Regions from separate parts of the Mus musculus genome. Here all the other regions are linked to region 4. Evidence: chromatin contacts called from public Hi-C data. All regions are on one chromosome and are shown on one strand. The core of a region is the stretch at or near the end of the contact, and the rest is flanking DNA. Distances in the headings are between cores, read along the strand shown. Region 1 overlaps Nrxn3 (neurexin III). Region 2 overlaps Nrxn3 (neurexin III). Region 3 overlaps Nrxn3 (neurexin III). Region 4 has its middle 140 kb from the start of 4930473H19Rik.

Region 1 (5,155 bases), core at 204-2,703, 800 kb after region 4:
TCTTAAAGATTACCCGCTGCTAGCATGAAGCCTATCTCTAGAACACAGCTTCATTTTGCTCTCAGAAAACACTTCTGAGAAGATTTAACCTCAATGATGCTGATCTCTTCTTAATCACGGATAATTTCTTAGCTCCAGCTAACCAGCATTAATTGTCCCAGTAACCCCTTCTATTTTTGATTCTAAAGCCAGAACCACATGGCCATAGCTGCCAAGTTCTGCTGCTTGCTGGAGCTGGAACATAGCCTCTTCATTCTATTAAATCTCATGAGTATTATTATTATTATTATTGTTATTGTTATTATTATTGTTATTCCCTTCATTGCCTAAACTTGGCTCTCTTGGAGCTTGCTCTGTAGACTAGGCTGACCTTGAAATCCAAGATCTGCATGCTCTGTCTCCTGAGTGCTGGCATTAAAGACCTATATCACCATGCCTGAACCCAAGCTCTTCTTTACTGGAAACTTGCTCTATAACAGGCTCGCCTTGAACTCAGAGGTCTGCTTACCTCTGTCTCCTGGAATTAAAGGCATGTGCCACCATGTTGGAACCTAAGATTTTCTTTAATTCCTTTTAACAGGATCTATACCTGTTCTGGATTGCCATTATTCCAGATATAGTCAAGTTGACAAGTGAGAATAGCTATTGCAATCGATCCCTTCTCATTTTGACACACAGTCATATCTCTTTATGTCTCAATGAAGACAATAACCAGGTGATAATAATGGCAAACATGATATAACTCTCTATGGTACAACTGCAAATGCATAAACAATAAGCTTAGTTGTGTGGCATCTTGCCCTGAGGACACCACTCCCTTAATTCCATTTAATTTCCTTGAACACAAGAATTAACTCCATTCTACTTCCCAGTGCCACTTTAATACTTGAAACATATATTTTGTTTCTTTGCCTTCATTTTCAATATGTCTGAGTTAGTGCATTGTGCTGGGACTGACAATGTGCACTTTAACAACCATGTTCTACTACTGTGGACAGTTTGCAGATAGGCTGCTTAATAATAATAATAACTTTGCTGCAACTGAATGCTGCAATTTAGAGCTCCTGGGAAGGGAAAATGGTGGGCAAATTAAATCATCTATGTCTTCTGGGCTCTATCTTGAATTTTTTCACAACTTTCTATTTTTGGTTTCATTCCACTGCACAATTAGTGCCTTTTATGTAGGGTACATATTGAGGTATGTGTGGTTTACATTGGTGGGAAGGAAAGGTTTCCACATCAGAGTTAGGCAGGGAATATTAAGTAGACTCAAACTGGGGAAGGTTTGTGGTTGGCTCCTGCAGTGTGTGGGAGTTAACACCTTCTCTGCTGCAATTCAGGATCCAACTAAAATCCGAATACCCTTCTTTTGCACTGAACATTGGAGGGTCCACAAAATAGCAGAGCACCTAAGGCTCTGTCTCGGAAGTCTGATTTCATTAAGGCTAGGCTAAGACTTACTCCTTAACTTGTATCGCCACCTACTGTCCACCTGTGTAAGAGACTTGCTTGTTTTACACAGAATTCCATCTCTAGCCTTAATGCTCAAATTTTTCTTTCTAGAAAATCACCTTTAAGTTCAAAATAGCAGCCAGCTTCCTACTAATATTAAAACTTTTCATGTATGATATCTTTATTTATTTACTTGAAAATACTTATTCAGGCCAGAGAGATGGCTCAGCAGTTAGGAGCAAGGTACTGCTCCTGTACAGGACTTGAGTTTGGTTCCCAGCATTCTTGTCAAGGGACTCACACAGCCTGTAACTTCAGATTTTATCTGGCCTTCTCAGGCACTGCAATTCTGTGCACATATCACACACATGCACACTACACACAGACACACATAAAATTAAGACTACATTTGAAACCGTAAAGACATTATTCCCTTAAGCACTTCACATTGTATCCAGCTATGGATAATGGTCTCTTCGATCCTTCCCAGTGTTCAAGTGGAAATACTTCCCAATCCAATTCCTATCCTTTTCTATTACAGAATGCTTCTTACTTGAGAAGAGTGAGGAATACTGTCCTATAACATTGTTCCTGATTCCTTTTAGAAAGGGGAAGTGTATTTTGAGAAAACCTGTTTCCTCTCAATGTCAGCCATGCTATCTTCAGAACTAGAGATGGAACTCTCCCTTTAGATTGACCATTTCCAAGTTGATTCTTAATTTGGTCATGTGTGAAAATATGCCAGTTATTTGAGCTCCCAGCTTTCATGAAGACCCACTTTTTCAAAGTAGATCGCAAAATAGCAGTATTCAAGAAAACCAATATTTAAATAGCAAAGTCTTGCTTTATGATTTCAGATCTGTGTTATATTGGACAGCATGTTTTCCAGTTGTTTGCTAAGGTCCCAAGGATGGGGATGTATGTAAGGAGACCAAGATGGCTAAACATAGTTTACCTGAGCAGTAATAGATAAAGAAATATAGATAGATGTGAGTAACACAATTCCTTCTTGGTATTAGGCATCAGATGCAGTATTCACCATGGGAAGAAAAGAAAAGCAAAACTTCTGTGTCTTTTTGTTCATCCCTTTGTCTCCACTGCTCAGATGATATCCTGGAGTTTTGGAGTCAAGTCTAACTTGCTTAACTTTCTTAAATTTCCTTCCATTGACCAAGACTTAAAGTATCTCTCTATTTAGAAATCCTCCAGAAAACCTGTTCTAAATCACACTATGACTTCAGGTTAACAGCCTCTGTGGAAAATATTAATTTATTCTTACAACTTTGTGCAGACTTCCTCGATGTCTGGAGACTATTGATGCATAGACATTCCTGGAAATGTGCCTGTCATATAGAATTGAAATCAGGCATGTTAAGCTATTACACTAACAGCAGCTGACATATATTAAGAACTTGTTGCTATCTGCCAAGTGTCCAATGTTACATGGATTATTTAATTTAGAATAACATTGAGAAATTGGTAGTGTTCTTTCTACTTTACAGATTGGAAAGTCAAGGCATATACTGCTCAACTAGCTTAATGTTAGGGACACTTTAGGAACTGGTAGAAAGTGGACTAGCATCCGGAGCCAGCCTTATTGCCAAGTTCATGATCATTAAATGCAAAACCCCAAACTTGTCCCATGTTAAATCCTTCTAAATTGTCATTTTACACTTACTCCTGCAGGGAGAAACGGACATTGTTCTTGGGTCTTCTTTTATGAGTGTAGCTAGATGGTTTTGGTTCAAGATTCCAGTCTTGATTCAGAAACTTTTATATTTTGTTAGAGAAAACTGAACTATTATGGCCAGAATGAGCCCAGAGGGTTCTCTGCAGTGAAGGCCTGGTAATGCTCTGTAACACAGCTGCATGGCTCCAGCTATGGGTTACTCTGGACAGCATAAGTATATTAATTAATTTTCCAATTGCTGCAACAAACTATCTTGAAAAAAAGCCAATTAAAGATGAGTTCATTTTGGTTTGTAGTTCTGGGTAAAACTGTAGCTCAACATAGTGGAGTAGGAATAGAGGTAGGAGCTTGAAGCATCTAGTCATGCTATCAGGATATGGATCTAATGCTAAACTTGTTGTTTATTTATTTATTTTAGTATAGAATAGCATTTATTCAGGGAATGGGGAGGGGAATTGAGAGGGTAGTACAGACAGAGAAATGGAGAGAGAGAGAGAGAGGGGGGAGGGGGAGGGAGGGAGGGAGGGAGAGAGAGAGAGAGAGAGAGAGAGAGAGAGAGAGAGAGAGAGAGAGAGAGAGAGAGAGAGAGAGAGAGAGAGAGAGAGAGAGAGAGAGAGAGAGAAGAGGCTTGCTATGAGCACATAGAGGGAGAGGAGGGAGGGTCAGGGGGGGCAAGAGGACAGACCAGGAGCATGAAGGCAAGAGCTTATTTATTTATTTAACTTTTATGTGTATTGGTATTTTGCCTGCATGTATGTTTGTATGATGATGTAAGATCTTGGCAGTGCAAACAAAACAGTTATGAGCTGCCTTATATGTGCTTGGAATGGAACCTTGGTCTTCTGGAAGGGCAGTCAGTGTTTTTACTCTCTGAGCCATCTCTTCAGCCCCCATTAGCTTGCTATTCTTGTTCCATTCAGGCCAGGTTACCAGCCCAAAGAATAGCACTGCCCTCCATTAGGATCATTCTATCTTGATAGACCAAATCCTGACAGCCCCTCACAGGTCTGCTTCTCTATAGTGGATTCTAGATCCTCTGAAGTTGACACTAAGTAGTAAGAAATCTGCTTTGCATGGATATGAAGGCTCCAGTCTCCTGAGCCACCTTTCTCTCCTCCCGACTGCTCTTCTTTCCTAGATCCTTTCCTCCTTTGCATCCTTCCTTTCTACTTTTACATTTCTCCTTTCTTTCATTCTGAGTATGAAACCCAGGGCCTTATACATGCAAAACACACCAAACTGTCATACAGTTCTATCTAGGATATTCTACATAGCTTTACCTCAATTCATTAAGATCCAGATCTTTGCAGTAAAGGACATGGCAAATTAAAAGAAAGTCTTCATTCCATGCTCTATTGGCCCAGCCCAAAGCCATTGCTTCATGTAATTAGGGCCTGGAAACCTTAGCTATCATTGCCTCAGAAAATGAGGGAAAAAAATTACCCAAGCATTGGTGTTCTTTTTTGAGAAAAAGAAATTTTCCCAGATCTTTGGCCCAGCACTCAGAATGGAAAACCTGTGTTTGTTTGTTTGTTTGCTTGTTTATTTTAATAGTCTCTTAACCTAGTTCTCAGATCTGACTAATCTGAACAAATACATGAAGGTGTCTGAGACAGAAAGTTTTATAATCCTAAACTATAAATAAGTCTGGAAACTTCCCAAAGACTTCGGTGGTCAATCTTTGTTAGCATAAAAGTCTAATGATATTCCTGAAGTTATGGGCAGAGAAGAATAAGGGCAACTGCTTTTGTCTGAGGGTTAAAGCTAAGTTCCTCTCTCCAGCCCCATTCCAGCCCCATTCATGGTCTGGGGCAGTACCTGGTTGGTATGTGCACTATGTAATGTGCTGTGTGACTGAGCTTCTTCTCTGCCTTAGGCAGGTGAGTGGACTCCTACAGGGGAAAGGCGTCAGTAAAGCAGATACTGGAGACAAGAAGGAAGTGGCTTTGCACTAGAGAAACGAGCCTGACTGTGCTCTGAGCTTTGTTCTTTCAATTGTGATCCACGGAGCAC
Region 2 (5,194 bases), core at 1,794-4,293, 550 kb after region 4:
CTTGGGAGGCAGAGGTAGGTGGAATTCCAGGCCAACCTGATCTACAAAATGAGGTCCAGGACATCCAGGACTACATAGAGAGACCCTGTCTCAAAAAACATAGCTAGAGATCGTATTGGTTTGGGCAAGTGGCCATAGTAGGTTCTTCTCTAGTTTCCATGGGCTTACCAGCCACAGATATTTGGCTAGGCATACAGTAACTACCAGCTATACAGTTCATTCCTACTGAATGGACCTTAAAAGCAGTTAGACAAATGTCAGGTCATTGCTGTGGCTCATAAAGAGCTGGGTAGGACTGTTGACTACTTTTCTCCCTTGGCAGTTTGCATTGTACCTTCTCATATTAGGGAAGCTAGTTTTCAGGAAGGAGCCTTCTGGGTCAGATTTGGCTCTATTCTTCCAAGTCATGAGTTTGAACTTTAATCATTTCTTCCTTTAAGACAAAACCTTCAAGTGATAAGAAGAGAAAAGCCCAGTTGCTTGCAAGAACTATGGCCCCATTGCTCTCAGAACAGATTAATGAACAGGTTGGGAACAGAGGATAAGCCTGTTTAGTGAAGGATCTGATCCTATAGTTCTGGACTCTTGGAATCTAGACTAGATTTCTAATATGTTTCTCAGTGATGTCCCTGTTCTTGTGTCTGTGGGCCATATTATGAGTTGCATGGAATAGTAGAGACCAGAGAAAGCAAACATAGACCTGAGTTCCAACTTCGGTTCATTTCCTGTGCCAAGAATAGGTTACTTCCTGAATTTCCTTAATGGTAGCTGAAGGAGAAATGGACCAGGAAGGCCCGGTCCAGTTGTATAACACAGTTGCTGAGAGGATTTAGATCTTTGTATTGGTTTTATCTGCATTGTTTATTATCCTGGACTTCTGTGTAGAGGTCTTGACACATGGATGTTTGCTTAGGTCATTGAGTATGGAGGTATGAGGATGCTCCACACAGAACCCGTAGCGAAATGGTTCTCAACCTCCCTAAGGTTGTGGCCCTTTAATACCGTACCTCATGCTGTGGCAATCCCCAGCCACAACATTATTTTGTTGCTACCTCATAACTGTAATGTTGCTACCATTGTGACTCATAATGTAAATATGTGATATGCGGAATATCTGCTATGCAACTCCCAAAGTAGTTGTGACCCACAGGCTGAGAACCACTTCTATAGAATGAATGCCAGATTCGATTTCCATGACATTTGAAGCAGAATTGAAGAAGACAAGCCAATCAGAGCCTCCTGCCTATCCCCAGTTCTCTGATGTTTCAGAAGTCGTTTTCCCTAATTCCTCTCGGAATATGTAGATTCCTACCTTTAACCTCTAGTGTTTTTCTGTCCTTCCTATCTAGGAAGACATAAGGCCTGAATATCCTAAAAAAATGCCTAGGCCACAGACCTCCAAATCCGTTTCTCGGAGACAAGATGTCCAGTTTGTTCATTACAACAATAGCTGCCAGACTTATTACAGTTATGTAATAGGTTTCTTTTTTTAACCAGGTCTTGAAAATGTGTGCATTATCCTTTAGGTAATAAATGAAATAAAATAGGCTGAAAATAAATCAGCTTTGCAAAATGGGGCTGGAGCTTTTCTAATGGCGCCATTAGAAGTCATTGTCGTTGCTCTGGAAGGAGCCTGTGGCAAGTGCCTTCTTTTTAACCCTTTCTGAGTGCTTGGCTCATTTTGCACCAGTGGCTATCGAGACTTTGGCTTGATAAAGATGAGGCCTGGACTCTGAGCATAGCATGTGTCTGACGGGAGGTGACTCAGGAAGACATTATCATGCGTTTTCTAATATGGTGGGATCACTTCTGCTTCCTGAGTTCTAATCCCACCCTGCCCCCCAACCCATTCCCATCTCAAAATGTCACTTCTCCTCCTCAGAGTCACTTTCTAACTGTCATGGTTATAATAAACAAGGACATGTCTTTCTGGCTCCGATTCATTAGCTGAGTGTTGAAAATTAAGAGGTAGTCAGGATTGTCTAAGGTAGATACCACAATCAGTTTCCTTTGTGTGCTCGAGGGCACTAGCTTTCTTTGCTTTTCTGTCCAGAAAAAGTTTTATCAGCAATTTCAACATAGAATTTTGATTGAATTGTTAATTAATCTGATCTAAGTGCAGTGGGGTCATAGTTCTTTCAAGTAAATGGGTTTTTGTTGTTATTTTTGTTTTTGTTAAGTGTATAGGATACCACACACTGGGCTCAGTGTCTGCAGAGAGGGACAGAGACTAGCCACACATAAAATACTCCTATATGTGTCATAATAATGATCGGTAGCAGGACTTTGTATGCTCTGATAAGATGTTTTTGAAGTTCTCAAAGGGGGAGAGAATGTCTGCATGGGGTGGCTGAAGTCAAATGTCATCAAGAAATAACCCTACATCTTGTTTGCATGCATTAGCATTGAACAGAGGGAGTCTTGAGTCATCTGATTTCACCCCTCATTAATATTTTCTCTCTGTGTTCCCTAGCTAGACTCTTCTCCCTGGCACATGGAAAGCTATTAACAATACACGCACGTGGCACATCTGTGGAGCCATTATTGCTGCTAGATAGCTGTGTTTGTGTAAAATATTGAACACCCTGTGACGATTTATAATGGTTTCCCACCCTGTCCACTGCCACCCCTTCCTCCATTTAAAGATATATTAACATTCCTAGTTCTACCTGGAGGGAAAACTCTCTGAAGCGAGACCCTGTAAAGATAAACTGCTCTTCTCTCAAAGTCTCTCACTAGACTGAGCAAGGATGCCTCCCAGAAGAAGGGAGCTCCCTGAAACCCATGGGAGAGGCAGCTCTGTTGGCAGATATTGGGGTCCTGGCTAACACCCACCTTTTTTTTTTAACAATGTACAGATGCTTTGGGCATGAAAGATCCTCTCAGTTGCTTAAATACTAGCTTCAGCTTTTCAAGTTTATCAGCCCAGAGGCTAGGGACTTCAATTTAGTCTTTGGAAGGGGTGGGCAGGGACTGTACAGGCTATGGGGTGAGGGCCGCTGTCTGTTCAGCACCAAGCCTCCAGGGAGGGTCCTGGCGTGAGGAGGTGTAACAGATTACTGATGTCACCAGCAGGTGCACACAGTGCTCCAACTGCGACGCAGCACTCAATTTCTTCTAAAGCTGCTGCAGTCTCTCCTTGGCCCTATTATGCTCTCTTGCTGCCCACCCACCCATGGTATCTGAGTGGGGGGGGGCAGGTGAACAGAGCACGCATTCCTGGCATGCCGGACTCCCGTGGGATGGAGAAGAGCCTTCAGGGAGAAACCACTGTTGCCTGTGGCTTTGACATCCAGCCTTTTTACTCCCACCTCTCCTGTGCCACCCACCCAGAGTGGGTTCTTGGTCACTGCAGTAGAGGCTCCAGGGACAGAGAGTGACATGAGGCAATGTCTGTGGCAGAGGGGAGCATGTGTGCTGAGGCTCGGGAGACGCTGATTGGCTGCTAGTGAGGTAATGCAGTACAGTCTAAATGTGGCCACAGCAGAGCCAGCATCCAGGGTGTGCCTCCCTACAAGCTTCAGTTGCCTGCAGATGTCTGAAGGACAAGGTCTCTGGGGGCTTCTGGAGGCACAACAGAGCTGTCTGGCTCACAGGGTCTGGTTTGTAATGACAATATCCAAGGTCTATGTTGTCAATACTGTTTCCTGTCCCTCCATCTTTTAAATGCACCACACTTCTGTCCCTTGCTCTTGAGCCTGGCTATTTTAGAGGAAGCTTAAACATATAGAATTCGGCCATAGGACCACTCACTGCCCTGGTCATGATAAGCAACAGTCTAGACAGGTGTGGAGGGCAGGTACTGTTTTCAGAGTAATGCTTTTAATGGCATACACCTCCCTAGGAGTCCTTCCAAGGACAAATTTACCTTCAAGGACAAATTTACCTTCATAGTTGGGCAAGGAGTCCATACCCAGGCTCCCCATTCCATAGTGTTTGGTGGTTTTAGCACAAAGAATTGAAGAGTCCAAAAGGGCATTGTGGGTTACACTACCCTCTCATTAGTAAGACTCTCCACAGACAGAGTTGTTTTTTCTGGATGAGTGTTCAGGGGCTTAGCTGCTTCTAGAGACCATCGTTAGTGCTGAGAGAAGAAGTTATACCAATTAAGTCAACAGTAAATGTGCACCTACTGTCTGCTAGTGCCAGAGGTCATGAGAATGAGGGCCATATTGTCAAAGAAGTCCGTTTTCCCCCCACTTATTCAACAAACAACTCATGGTTCTAGGAGGTGACTAGAGGGAGCTTTGATCCTGCTCTCCTGAGCTAGTATGTGCCGAGAAATATATACGTATGAAAATAAGAGAGCTATGCAGAAAAATGAAAGAACTGTGCAAAAGAGGGTGACTACAGGTTGATTTTCTTGGGTCAAGTGGTCAGCTTGTTAGCCAAGCCCTCCATGTGACAAATAAGATGGTCATGGGATGGTTTAGGAGAAATTGCAGCTGGCAGAGGGAGCTGTGTAAGTAAAATCCTGAGTCAGATTAAGTCTGAAACAAGAAGAGCAGTCAGCCAGAAAGCCTGGGGACAAGAGAAAGTATAGTTGGATGCTATAACCCTTGCATCTGATAGGTGAAGGTAGAAAGATCAGGACTTGAATGCTATCTCTAGACATATAACAAGTTCAAGGCTGGCCTGAGCTACATGGGATCCTGTCTCCAAAACCAACAAAAAAGAAAAAAAAAATTTTTTTTAATTGTAGAAGGAGCAACAATGGGCTCCTTGGAGAGCACTCAGTCTATTAAGCTTTAGGGCCATAAAGTTGAGAGCCCAAGGGTGAATATTCCAAGCAGCAAATGGTAATTTCTGCCCTGTCACCTAACAATAAACAAAGTCTGGTGATAGACTGGTACAATCCTTTCTACGCCAGAGGTGAGTATACTCTGCTTCCCTGGCACACACGGATTCTCCTGGTACCGAGAAGAGGCCCATCATTACGTACTAGGAAGATGGACTAAGAGGGGGCCTGAAGCAAATTCTTCAAGAAAGTTAGCATCCATGGTTTTCTGCCACAAGCCCAAATCCTTTCTTCCCAATTACTCCAGCTATGTGACCCTGAATTCTTACCTTAGCCAGATCTTTACCTTTACCATATAGTACCATGTTAGACTTGCCTTTAGGATAACCAGGATGGTAAATGATAAAATTAGCATTTGAATAATTAGGAAACTGAGGTTCTGAGAGTTAATATCTT
Region 3 (5,294 bases), core at 1,880-4,379, 530 kb after region 4:
ATTCATAAGCACATACCCATTCATAAAATAATATACAAATTTATATGCAAACATACAAATTCATATGCAAACACACATGGAAAGGTATATAAAGTACATGAACACATACACACACAGAGTTTTGTTTGTTTTTTAACAACAAGGATGGATTATCTAGGCCCATCCCTTGAGAAGTAACTATATCCCAGTTAATGCTAGTTATTAAGCCTAGTTAATGTGCTTTAATCTCTTACCATGTTTCCTCTACAGTAGCATAAAATGGAACTTACTAAGATACACTGACAGATATTTTCCTTCCCTTTCCTGTCCAGCCCATCTGACTTCACAGAATTATTGCCATATCCAGCAATAAGACCCCAGAATTTTGTGAAGAATACATAAGAGCAAAGAGAACTAGAGTGAGTGCCTTCTCTTTCATCTGCCCTTTGGTGTTCTCAGTCCCAACAGAGAGACTGTTAACAGAGTTGGGTAGCTGTAGGTCCTAGGCTGTGGACAGGTGCTAATACTGAGTGAGAGTGGCCATAGGCCTGTGTGTCTGACCTATGTGGGCCAGGGCTCAGGAGCTGAGAGGAGGAAGCTGAGCTGCAGGGCATTTCCATCTGTGAAAATGACTTTTACCTTTGAGGCAGCAGCCGCGACAGCAATATTTCATGTCCTCCATGGTGTCTCCTACCTTTAAATGTCAGTCTTCGAAGGCACCTTATCTCCTGTAGCACACTTCAATTAGGTATTCCAAATCACGCTTCTTTCTTTTGGGACAAATATGCCAGAGGTGATATTTACTATTCCAGTAGCATTTTTAATGCTCATGGGAGAAAAAGACCTTGTGAACATCAGCTCCCTTCTTCTAATAAGACCCATGGATGAGGACATCCAGTCTGGCTTTGAGGACAGTAACTGGATGACTTAAGTGGCTAACCTCGGTCTCTACCCCTTCTGCTTGCCCTACTCTGGTGCTTGCCTGCTAGGGACAGTTGTGACATTTGTCAAAAGCAGACTCCATGTCTTCATTTGGAGGTTCCTGACTGACTTCCAGAAAGTCTACTCTTGTCTCCAGACACTGGGTCTCTTATTCCACTCAATACCTGGTTCTCTCTCTGGTTTGAAGAATGTGTTTATTTTTCTCCCCACTTATTGTATATAGCTCTCCTTATTTTCCCCCATGGGCACATCTTAGGCTTTTTATGGTGCACCACCACCTCTCTAGGAGACAGCTGGTTGAGAAATTCATGAAGTGATTGGTTCTTCCTTGTGGTTGAGTTCTAGTTGCTTTGCCTGGTTTTGGGGGTCCTTCAATCTACAGTGCATTCCTTAGTTCCCCTCCTATTGTCCTCATTCAATGGAGTGTAGTCTTCAGTGTAGATTTTGTGCACTTCTCTGACTAAATAATGCATGGGCCTACCATTGTACTTGGCATATATGGATGGTGGGAGGAGCCAGTCTCTGCCAACATCTGTATTTAGAATCTTTCTACTGGATCTCTTTTCCAGAATTCCCATTACATCCCAATTCTTTATTAGCCTTCTCTGATCAACCTAATATTTGGTATTTCCTCTTGCCGGAGTTCTAAGATACTTATTAACAGTACTCATTTAGTGTTTGATATATGTTGTCTTATATTGTTTTGTATGTTTTATTCTAGACAGATTGTATGAACCTGTCTAGTACAAGTGATATCTTGTGTTCATTTCATCTACCCTCCAATTCTAAGATGACCCTTTGAACATAGCAGAGTCTCAGTTAACATTCAGTGATCAAGTAGAACACTAAGGAGCATGCCTTGTGTTGCTATTCTGCTCAGTTCAGATATCATCTTGAATAAAGTTATTTTCAATTTTCCTATAGAATTTCTTGGAACTGTAGGCTTTCCCCCTGGCTTGCCCCTAAAACTGATCACTTGAGAAGAGCTTTTTCCTAGTGTGAAAGAGTTTTGAAAGCATCTAAGCATTGCCTCAGGTAGTGCTTGGACAATCAAAATCTTTTAGTGATCAGCGTGAAGGGATTTAGACTGTCAGGTTGCATTCTAAAGTGGTAGCATAGAGCTGTTGAAACTACCACAAAACTACCAGTTTTGTCACTACTATCCATTTGTGATAATCTCTGTGCCTTGGTTTCTTTGTCTGCAAAATGGGTCTAATAATGACTATCTTATGGAGTCATGATGATGTTCTGCTGTGATACAAAATGTGAGAGGACAGATATTATAAAACACTATGTACATGCCAATAATGAAGTTTCCAGCAACTCTGGGCATGATGGTGGTGGGCGATTGGTTCTCTCCATGAGGTATAAACAGAACTCTGGGCATCCTGGTAAACTCACTGAGAAATCAGGGATTTGCCATGGCCTCAACTGTGACCTACAGATAGAAGAAAACTGGAAAGGAAAAAAAAATATAGACCAGTGAGTTCAGCATCAGTAATTAAGTCAAGTAAAATGGGCTGTGGGATGCATGACAAACATTAGACCCTGGGTATGCATTTCAGCAGATCCTATTGCGTCAACATCCAGAACACCATCTACTCACCTATAACTCTCTTCTATGTAGTTCTTTTCTGTTTCTTGCTTGATTGCTTTCATTTGTCTAAAGCAATCTTGGCATCCTGTGCTAAGCCTGCTGACCCCAAAAGGACACTCTGAAAGCCTGATTTTCTGACTGGTGTGATGTTGCTGCTGGTTTTGGCTGATGCCCAGGATAAGATATGTAGTGGCTATCCATTCACTGAGTGGACCCTCCTCAGCCCCATCTTTGCATAAAGAGCTGGGCAGATTGACGGAGGGAGCAGAGCTAGGTTGGATCTTTTCTGGTCTTTCTCTTTTTCTTCCAGTTTTCCATGTGGCGTCAGCAGCTGAGTAAGGGAAAGCTAAGAGGTTTAAATGTGCTTTTGCTCCACGGGTCAGATTAATAACCCAAAGCCTTTCACACTGGCAGATCAGGGTGAGGCAGTCCAGCCAGAAAGTACTAGGTTATGGGGGCAGTGGCTGGAAAGCCAGATCGTACCAGAGGTGACAGCTGACAACAAATGATGAAGTGGCAAACCCGGTCTGCTGCCTCCCAGCCCCCACCCTCCTGCCTTCTGCCTCTGTCCTCTCATTCTGAGATGGCTGCACCGTGCTCCAGCCTCTGGCGGCTGCTGCCCTCTGCTGGGAAGAAAGCTTCACTTGGTGCGAACATGTGGAGCGCTGTACATCCTAGGAAACCAACCTTAGGGCACAAAGCCATGCACTGCTGAAAATATAGGAATCATTCAAGGGGAGAAGGCAGAGGTTCCACAAGCCCCTTGTATCAAAGTGGTCGCAACTTGTCACAGATCTTTGGAATGTAGCTGTTATGGATTCATTGCTTGGATCCTTCAATTTTCTGTCTGAGTGGAATGTCCCTGGGGAATGTGATTTGGTCTTCTTCCTTAACTGGCTTGGGCATTGTATCTTGCGACCCTCCATTGAGGACCCTTAAACATCACTGTTGGTTTTGTTAAATGAGTCACTTAGGCATAACCTTTTCTTGAGAGAAACTGACAGAGGGAAATGGAATCTTGAGGAGGCAGTAGGGTGGTGGGGTTGGACAGTCTTATGGTTCAGAGGACCCTGCAGAGAGTGGGTTTCTCAGTGGTCAAGGGGGGAGCAGGACAAGGGCCAGATGAAGGAAGCAGGACTAACAGTGTAGGTAATGAACTACCTTACTAGTTCACAGCTTTCCCAAGAGTTGTTTATGCAAATTAGATCGTGCTCAGCTGACCTCAGGAGGGTCCCTGTCTTCAGCATGACAGCAAGGTGACCTTGGTCATTGCTGTTTCTTCATACTAGCATATAGCACAGCCAGACAGGATCTATGACCTCAGTGACCACACAGCAATTCTACTTGAGGGATTTATTTTCATTCCGTTGGTTTCTGCCAAGTCTGTGTTAGAGCAAATGGGGCTCTCCCAGCCAGCAAGTGTCTCCTCGTGATGTGTGTAAACAGTACTGGTCAGGAAATAGGTTTCCTGTTCTTAATGGGCTTGTTCAACCTCGTATTGAGTGGGGCACAAATAGCTTTATTATGAATAATAGTAATGGTAGCAAGCATCGTTGCTATTCATAGTAGGAACATTATGTTGTCAGTTCTGACTGGTCTTTCTTCTGTTAGCTTTATTAGCTTGGAGGCCCTTTGGCTCAGGAATGAGTATAGAATAATACTAGGACCAGTAGTTAGGGAAGGTGTTCCAGGTTATCTTTGTATAACCTGCAGAATACCCATTCCGAGCCTCTCTCCACTCTTACAGTATTTTCCTCCTGCATCCCTCCCACAATTCTCTCAAGGCTTACTCTCCTGCATCCCTTCCATCATCCTCTCAAGGTTCCTCCTCCTGTGTCCCTCCCACCATCCTCAAGGTTCCTTTTGTATCCCTTTCTTCTGGGTTTTAAACTATCCTCCTATCTTATAAGAAAGAAGGACTAACATTTTGTTCTTTTTATTTTAATTAAGCCCGAAAGCCATAGACAAGGTTCTGAGGTGAAATTCTGGTGTGAGGTGGAGACTGTAGAGAGAGTAAGGGAAGCTGGATCATGCATAGAAGTGGGGCTTGTAGTTTTATTTCTAGGACCTTTATGTCACCTAAACTTCAACATGGTGATACCTGATCACTGATGAGATGGCTTGGGATATGGAGGGGTGATTGGGTAACAAGGGTAGATAACTCAGGATTATGAAAAGGCTTAGCTTGTTCCTTCTCCTTTATGAGATCCCAGCAACCAGGTAGCGTCTGTAAACCATGAAGTCTGTCCAAAGATGATACTGAATCTGCTGGCATGCTAAGACTGTGTTAAGGCTGAGGAACAGAAGGGAGTGTTTCTAACTATGCTAGTCATTTTTCGAGATACTGTGAGACTAAGAGGAACTTACACTTGGAATGATTACATTTACAATTAAAAAAAAAAACGTTTCTCAGCAATGCAGCACTCTTTCTGGGTTTGTGGAGCTTACTTAGGTGAGCCTCACAGCGAAAGACTTTCATTCTGTAACTGAACCCCAAAGCCTAGTTTTACATGGACCCAGAACCACTTGAGGCAGTTTTGGTACATGGAAAGGATGAATTTACTCTGGTGATTAGGGGCATGGGCACCGCCATTCTGGAGTTCAGCAAGAGAAACCATATCATGTTCATCTAATATCTCTATCCTTATTCCTTATCCCCTGTTTACCATGCTGATCTCTCTCTCTCTCTCTCTCTATGTCTGTCTCTCTGTCTCTGTTTCTCTCATTGAGAAACATGGGAGGGGTGTTTGGGATGGTGTCCTATGTCTTAAAGCTC
Region 4 (5,164 bases), core at 2,657-5,156:
CACTAGGAAGAAACTCCTACTCCTATTGTCCACCCCCACCCCCCTTAGCATATATTGAGCTTTCTCCAAATTCACTTTTCTGTGGAGCCTTTCTTTTATTTTCCTGATTAGCACCCATCCAAAGTGTTCTTAGTATACAGCTGTTTCAATCTTTCCTCTTTGATATAACACATATAGCTCACTTGTATATCATAGAGAGAATAACAACTTCAACTGTGTATTGAAAATTGATATTTCCTGCTCATGAGAAGCCCAAGACTGGCTACTACAGAAAAGTTGAATTCTGTGGCTTCTGTATTGAATACATGACAAAGCTGTTTAAGGGGTAAAAAATTTAAAAACTGTTTTTTTTCTAGATTATTAAGTAAACCCCTAGCAATACACTGTTTTTCATAGTTTACTGGACATAGCATCAGGTACATTCATTGTCTTCAGAACCCTGTGCAAAACTCAATCTTGCACAACTGTGATACCCTATAGAGCAGGAAGTAGCTTGGCTATTGTACTTATCTAATAATAAAGCCCTCAAGTCACTGTTGAGAGTCTAATCTGGTCAACTAGCACAATGTGTGTATAGACATAAGTATGTGAGAGTATGGGATAGGATTCTCATGGGAAGATGAAGTTCAAAGTTGAAGCTAGTGGGCATGGGTTCAAAGGTAAAGTGATCTAGATTCGACTATTTCTAAGGTGTTTCTTTTATGTGTGCCATTCAGAATAGCTCAATACTGTGTCTTATTGAAGCCAGGGTGGGGGAAGGAATGGTGCTCGTGAGGGTATGCTTTTTTCTTTCAAAGATATGGTGCAAAAGTTTCATGTCTACTAGATATGCATTGTCCAGAACTTGGCCATAATTTGGTCAAGGAGGTAGAGGAGAGAAACACAATTCCTATTTCAGATGGCTATAGAACCCGTAAGGAAAACCAAGTGTTGAGCCATCAAGACAGCTCGGTGTGTAAAGGTACTTGCTTATTGCTAAGGTGGAGAACCTGAGTCCTACACACACACACACACACACACACACACACACACAGAATAATCAAGTGTTGTGTTATTCTGGAGAATGGATTATGGTGGACCACTAATGCTCTTGTCTATAAAATATGAAATGAAGCTGGATGTATGTGTATGTGGTGGCTCACTTTTGTAATGCCAGCACTAGGCAGGAGGAGGCAGGAGCATTACCACTAATCGGAATGGTACAGAGACCCTGTTTCATTGTCCCCGCTACCAAAAAGTGTCAAAGACATTTCTGAAGCTCTTGATTGCTTCCACACAAGGGCATATGACAGTCTTTATTCTTAGAAATAGACTTGGACCAATGGGTTTGGATTCCAAGACTAAAAACCATAGTCTGGAAAACTTTTTCACCTAAGAGAAGAACCATTCCAGGATACTCAACATTTGATGCTGACACCCTTGTTTCCAAAGTACTCCCCAAACTTTTATTTTTAACATCAACTTAACTTATTGCATGATAATTACTTCTGAATCTAGATGTGTCTGCCTCCCCAATTATACTGTGCTCCACTGGGGCGGGGACTCTGTTCTGTGTCTGACTCATGGTAGGTACTCAGTAAACACTGGCTGAATGCTGTGTAGGGAATTGTCATCTAGAAGAGTTGATTTGTGGGCTGATCTTGACACCCACTCCTATTCCCCACCTCCGATTCCAAACTGCCCTGAACTCTGACCTTTTCTTGTGAATTAATCAGTTATGCAGGAGAGAGAAGCTGACTAACAGTGGAGCTGTGAACAGCCAGGACCATTGTGCCTGCTATACTTGCTCTCAGTGGCAGCCATACAGTCCTTTCATGTGTCAAGAAATAGTTCTACCTCATGGAGGTCATTAAGCACTGTGGTGGCCAGGTGCTAAAAACACAGTATGGGAATGGAGTAGCAACCAACTTTGGAAACCCCATCGCTGTCACATCACTTCCTCAGATGGAGGATTGAGAGGTCCACCAAGGACTCCTGGGAAGATGGTGACATCAGGCACACTGGCCTTCTTTCCTCAGGACCCAAGAAGAATCAGGAACTTCAGTTCTCCCCCGGTGCTCCCAGTAAGTAGTACTGGGTACTGGGTAGCGGAAATCTCCCTCCCTTGGGAGTTAAGAGGCCTGTGATCTGACTGTTGTGTGGTATGGGACACAAGGCCATTCGATCTGTTTCCCTTGACAGATTTGGAGTGGATCAGTTGTTTTCTAATCTTTAATAGAAGGGCCTCTTTCATTTCTTTTAACATTTTTATTATTTTTAAAACAAACATTTAGGCAGGACCCAGTAAAGGCCATTGATGGTATCTTGGCATGTATGTAGGATGTCTGCTCACTTGCTTTGCCCCATCTCCTTCCCCAGAAGCTCCTCCCACTTTGGAGACAGAGTCTTGGTCTTACTATACAAACAGTCCTAGAGGAACTCACTCAGTAGAATAGGTTTGCCTTGAACTCACAGAGATCTGCCTGCCTCTGCCTTCCAAGCTCTAGGATTCCAGGTGAGCATCATCACACCTGTCTTCCAGCGGGGTGGGGGGTGGGGTCCTTCAGGAAGTCTCAGGGTGCCTTAGAACATATTTGTGAAGTCCTGGACCAGGTGGTTTTCAAGGGTCTAGAAGATGGGATTGAGCGAGAGGTGAAAGACTCACCACTCCTGTCTTACTGAGCATCTTCTGCCTTATTGCCCTGTGTTCAAATCTCTATCTCTTTTCTCATTCAACCCAAACCAGTATGTCTGATCAGGAGTTCTAGATGAGTCAAAGATCTCACAAATCCCTGGGGAGATCAAGGCAGCAGGATACCTACCAGTATTGCTGCAGCATGGGCTCTTTCCATGATACTTGTTTCAGGCTCCTGTAAAATTCCTAACCCACTGAACTGATGTACCTATAACCAAGGACATATGAATAGAAGAAAAAGTTATGCATTTTTTATGTAAGCTTTCCATAATACAGAAGCATTCAGAAATGGAGGTCTAAGGATACTGTATTTTTACGAATAGCCATTGGCCTCAAGATGAGAGGACAAAAGGGTAGGATGGAGTGGTGATCAAGCTCAGGGCACTGAGGTGGGCCTGTTCAGCAGCTGGTTTTTGTTGTTGTTGTTGTTTTTGTTTTTCTGTGTCTTAAAAGATAAGGACACTCTTTTTCTTTAGTTACAGAGAAGTCCCCCTTAGAATGGGGACCTGTTTTACAGGGGAAGGTCTGCAAGATTTCCTGGTCTGCTTTAGGGGAAGAAAGCAAATGAGCAGAATTCTGTCCAGTTTCCAGGACCTCTCTGTTCTCTTCCTTGCTTCCTTCCTGGCCTCGAGGCCTCTCTCATTCTGTAGGTAGGACTCAGGACCTCGGTTGTGCTGTAAAAAGACCTGATACCCCAACCATTTTGAGGGTGTTTCCTAAACCCCATCCCTTCCTTTGTCCTAGGAGAAGCTGGAGACGAAGTGGAAAGACCAGAGGTCCCTGGGGATGTTGTTCCCCGCGGTTCTGCCTCATATGCCTTGGCTGGTGGCAAAGCTGGGGTGCTCTGTCACCTGAACCTTCCAGACTCCCACCTGCTTCTTTCCCACCATTCCCCTTAGGCTCTTTTCTCCATACTCCTTTCCAGCCCACTCCCCAAGCCCTTCTTTTTCTCGCCCACATTTTTTTTTTTTGCTCCCTATCTTTGTCTCTCCATCCCATTCTCTATTTAAAAAAAAAAAAGAAAAAAAAAAAAACCAACAAAATCAATCCACAGAGCGATTAGATTTGCAAATGAGCGGGCAGGAAACTGAGAACAAAGGGAACCAGAGCCGAAGAAGGAGCAGGTATAATTACAGTAATTAACTCCAGCAGCAGGGACACAGCCCCTCCTTTGCCGCTGGGAGGTGTTGAGAGGCAAGCTCTGAAAGGGAGGATAAGGGGAGCTGGCTGCCAGAGAACTCAGATATCACCCCTGCCTCGTCCTAGTGGTTGAGACATTCTCACCAGGCTGGGAGGCTCCACCCAGAGCAGGTGCCCGGCTAGGATGAGGCTCCCTCTCCTGGGTCTCCACAGGAACAGAACCATGTTGGAAGTGATCCAGGTTCAGGAAGAAGATGCGATCATTTGTGGGAGGGTGGCGTGAATGTGAGGGTGTAGAGAACAAAGTCCTCACTTTCATCACTTTCATCTTTCACTTGGACATGCGGCTCTTCCCTCATCTCTAGGACAATCTGAGAGCTGGCTGTGTTTTCCCCAGAAAGAGGCCATAAAGGAGGGACATGTCTCTGACCTCACCACAGTGCTGTATCTATGTCCTCTAGTTCCAAAATATACGTGTTTGTCTCTGCACTGGCTCCCTAAAACACCTTACCTGTCTTAATTGTTCCTTGTCCTCTAAGACCACACATGACATTATGGGACCTTCTATAGATAGGCACTGTATATTTCCCGTCACAACTGAACCTGGCCCTTTTCTGCTTGCTCGAGAGGCATTTAATGAAATGTTAACTTTTAAGAGGTACTTAAAACAAATGCAGCTACTTGTGTGGAGTCTGCTTGGAAGCCCTTATCTCTTCTATGAACTTAATCTTACTCTCATGTTTGAATATGTCCCAGAGTCTGTGTGTTGGGAATTCACATGTTGATGGTATTCAGAGGTTGGGTTTGGGAAGATGTGATGGCTATTCTTGGTTGTCATCTTGACTACATCTGGAATTAACCAAACCCCAGGGGTCTGGGTACACCTGAGAAGGATTTTTGCTTAATTAAATCACTGGGAGTAGGAAGACCCAATTCTAATCCATGCATATATGTGTGCATGTAAGCATACATGTGCATAGGTACAGGTGAGCATATGTGTACATATGGAGTCCAGAGGTCAACATGAGGTCTCTTCTTCACTCACTGTATCCTATTTTGTGAGATAAGGACTCTCACTGAACCCACAGCTCATCGATTCAGGTACACTGGCTGGCCAGCAAGCCTCAGGGATCCTCCCATCTCTATCTGCTGGGATTGCAGGTATGTACTCTTCTACCAACCATTTTTGAGTTGGGTGCTGAGTACCTGGTTCAGTTCCTCGTGCTTGCATGGCCAGGACTTTATCAACTAAACCATCTTTCCAATCCTCTAATCCATTCTTTACACACACACAAAATATCATCATATCTCTTCCAGAGATTAAAGTCTTTGAACGACAACTGTGATGGT

Evidence for each region. A called contact is a pair of places that touch in the nucleus more often than the background predicts.
Region 1: a contact with region 4 is called in a Hi-C map of cortical neurons, with 2.8 times the contacts expected there. The contact joins two enhancer-like sites. A contact is called at or near these places in 2 of 39 promoter capture datasets (cranial neural crest and hippocampal neurons) and 3 of 484 Hi-C or Micro-C datasets (cerebral cortex and cortical neurons).
Region 2: a contact with region 4 is called in a Hi-C map of cerebral cortex, with 2.4 times the contacts expected there. The contact joins two enhancer-like sites. A contact is called at or near these places in 2 of 39 promoter capture datasets (hippocampal neurons and second pharyngeal arch cranial neural crest) and 2 of 484 Hi-C or Micro-C datasets (cerebral cortex and cortical neurons).
Region 3: a contact with region 4 is called in a Hi-C map of cerebral cortex, with 2.8 times the contacts expected there. The contact joins two enhancer-like sites. A contact is called at or near these places in 2 of 484 Hi-C or Micro-C datasets (cerebral cortex and cortical neurons).

The regions. Positions count from the first base shown.
Region 1 is chr12:89,382,003-89,387,157 of GRCm38.p6, forward strand. The region is part of intron 9 of Nrxn3 (neurexin III); the gene reads left to right. Among named protein-coding and RNA genes, the nearest start is that of Gm40537, 410 kb to the left of the region's middle. Within about 2 kb of position 1,454, at least 8 of the 459 cell types and tissues checked have an H3K27ac peak or open chromatin away from gene starts, as enhancers often do. A contact at or near this core is called in cortical neurons, where this site is marked.
Region 2 is chr12:89,126,293-89,131,486 of GRCm38.p6, forward strand. The region is part of intron 3 of Nrxn3 (neurexin III); the gene reads left to right. Among named protein-coding and RNA genes, the nearest start is that of Gm40537, 160 kb to the left of the region's middle. Within about 2 kb of position 3,044, at least 41 of the 459 cell types and tissues checked have an H3K27ac peak or open chromatin away from gene starts, as enhancers often do. A contact at or near this core is called in cerebral cortex and cortical neurons, where this site is marked.
Region 3 is chr12:89,103,477-89,108,770 of GRCm38.p6, forward strand. The region is part of intron 3 of Nrxn3 (neurexin III); the gene reads left to right. Among named protein-coding and RNA genes, the nearest start is that of Gm40537, 130 kb to the left of the region's middle. Within about 2 kb of position 3,130, at least 31 of the 459 cell types and tissues checked have an H3K27ac peak or open chromatin away from gene starts, as enhancers often do. A contact at or near this core is called in cerebral cortex and cortical neurons, where this site is marked.
Region 4 is chr12:88,576,280-88,581,443 of GRCm38.p6, forward strand. No RefSeq gene overlaps it. Among named protein-coding and RNA genes, the nearest start is that of 4930473H19Rik, 140 kb to the left of the region's middle. Within about 2 kb of position 3,907, at least 21 of the 459 cell types and tissues checked have an H3K27ac peak or open chromatin away from gene starts, as enhancers often do. A contact at or near this core is called in cerebral cortex and cortical neurons, where this site is marked.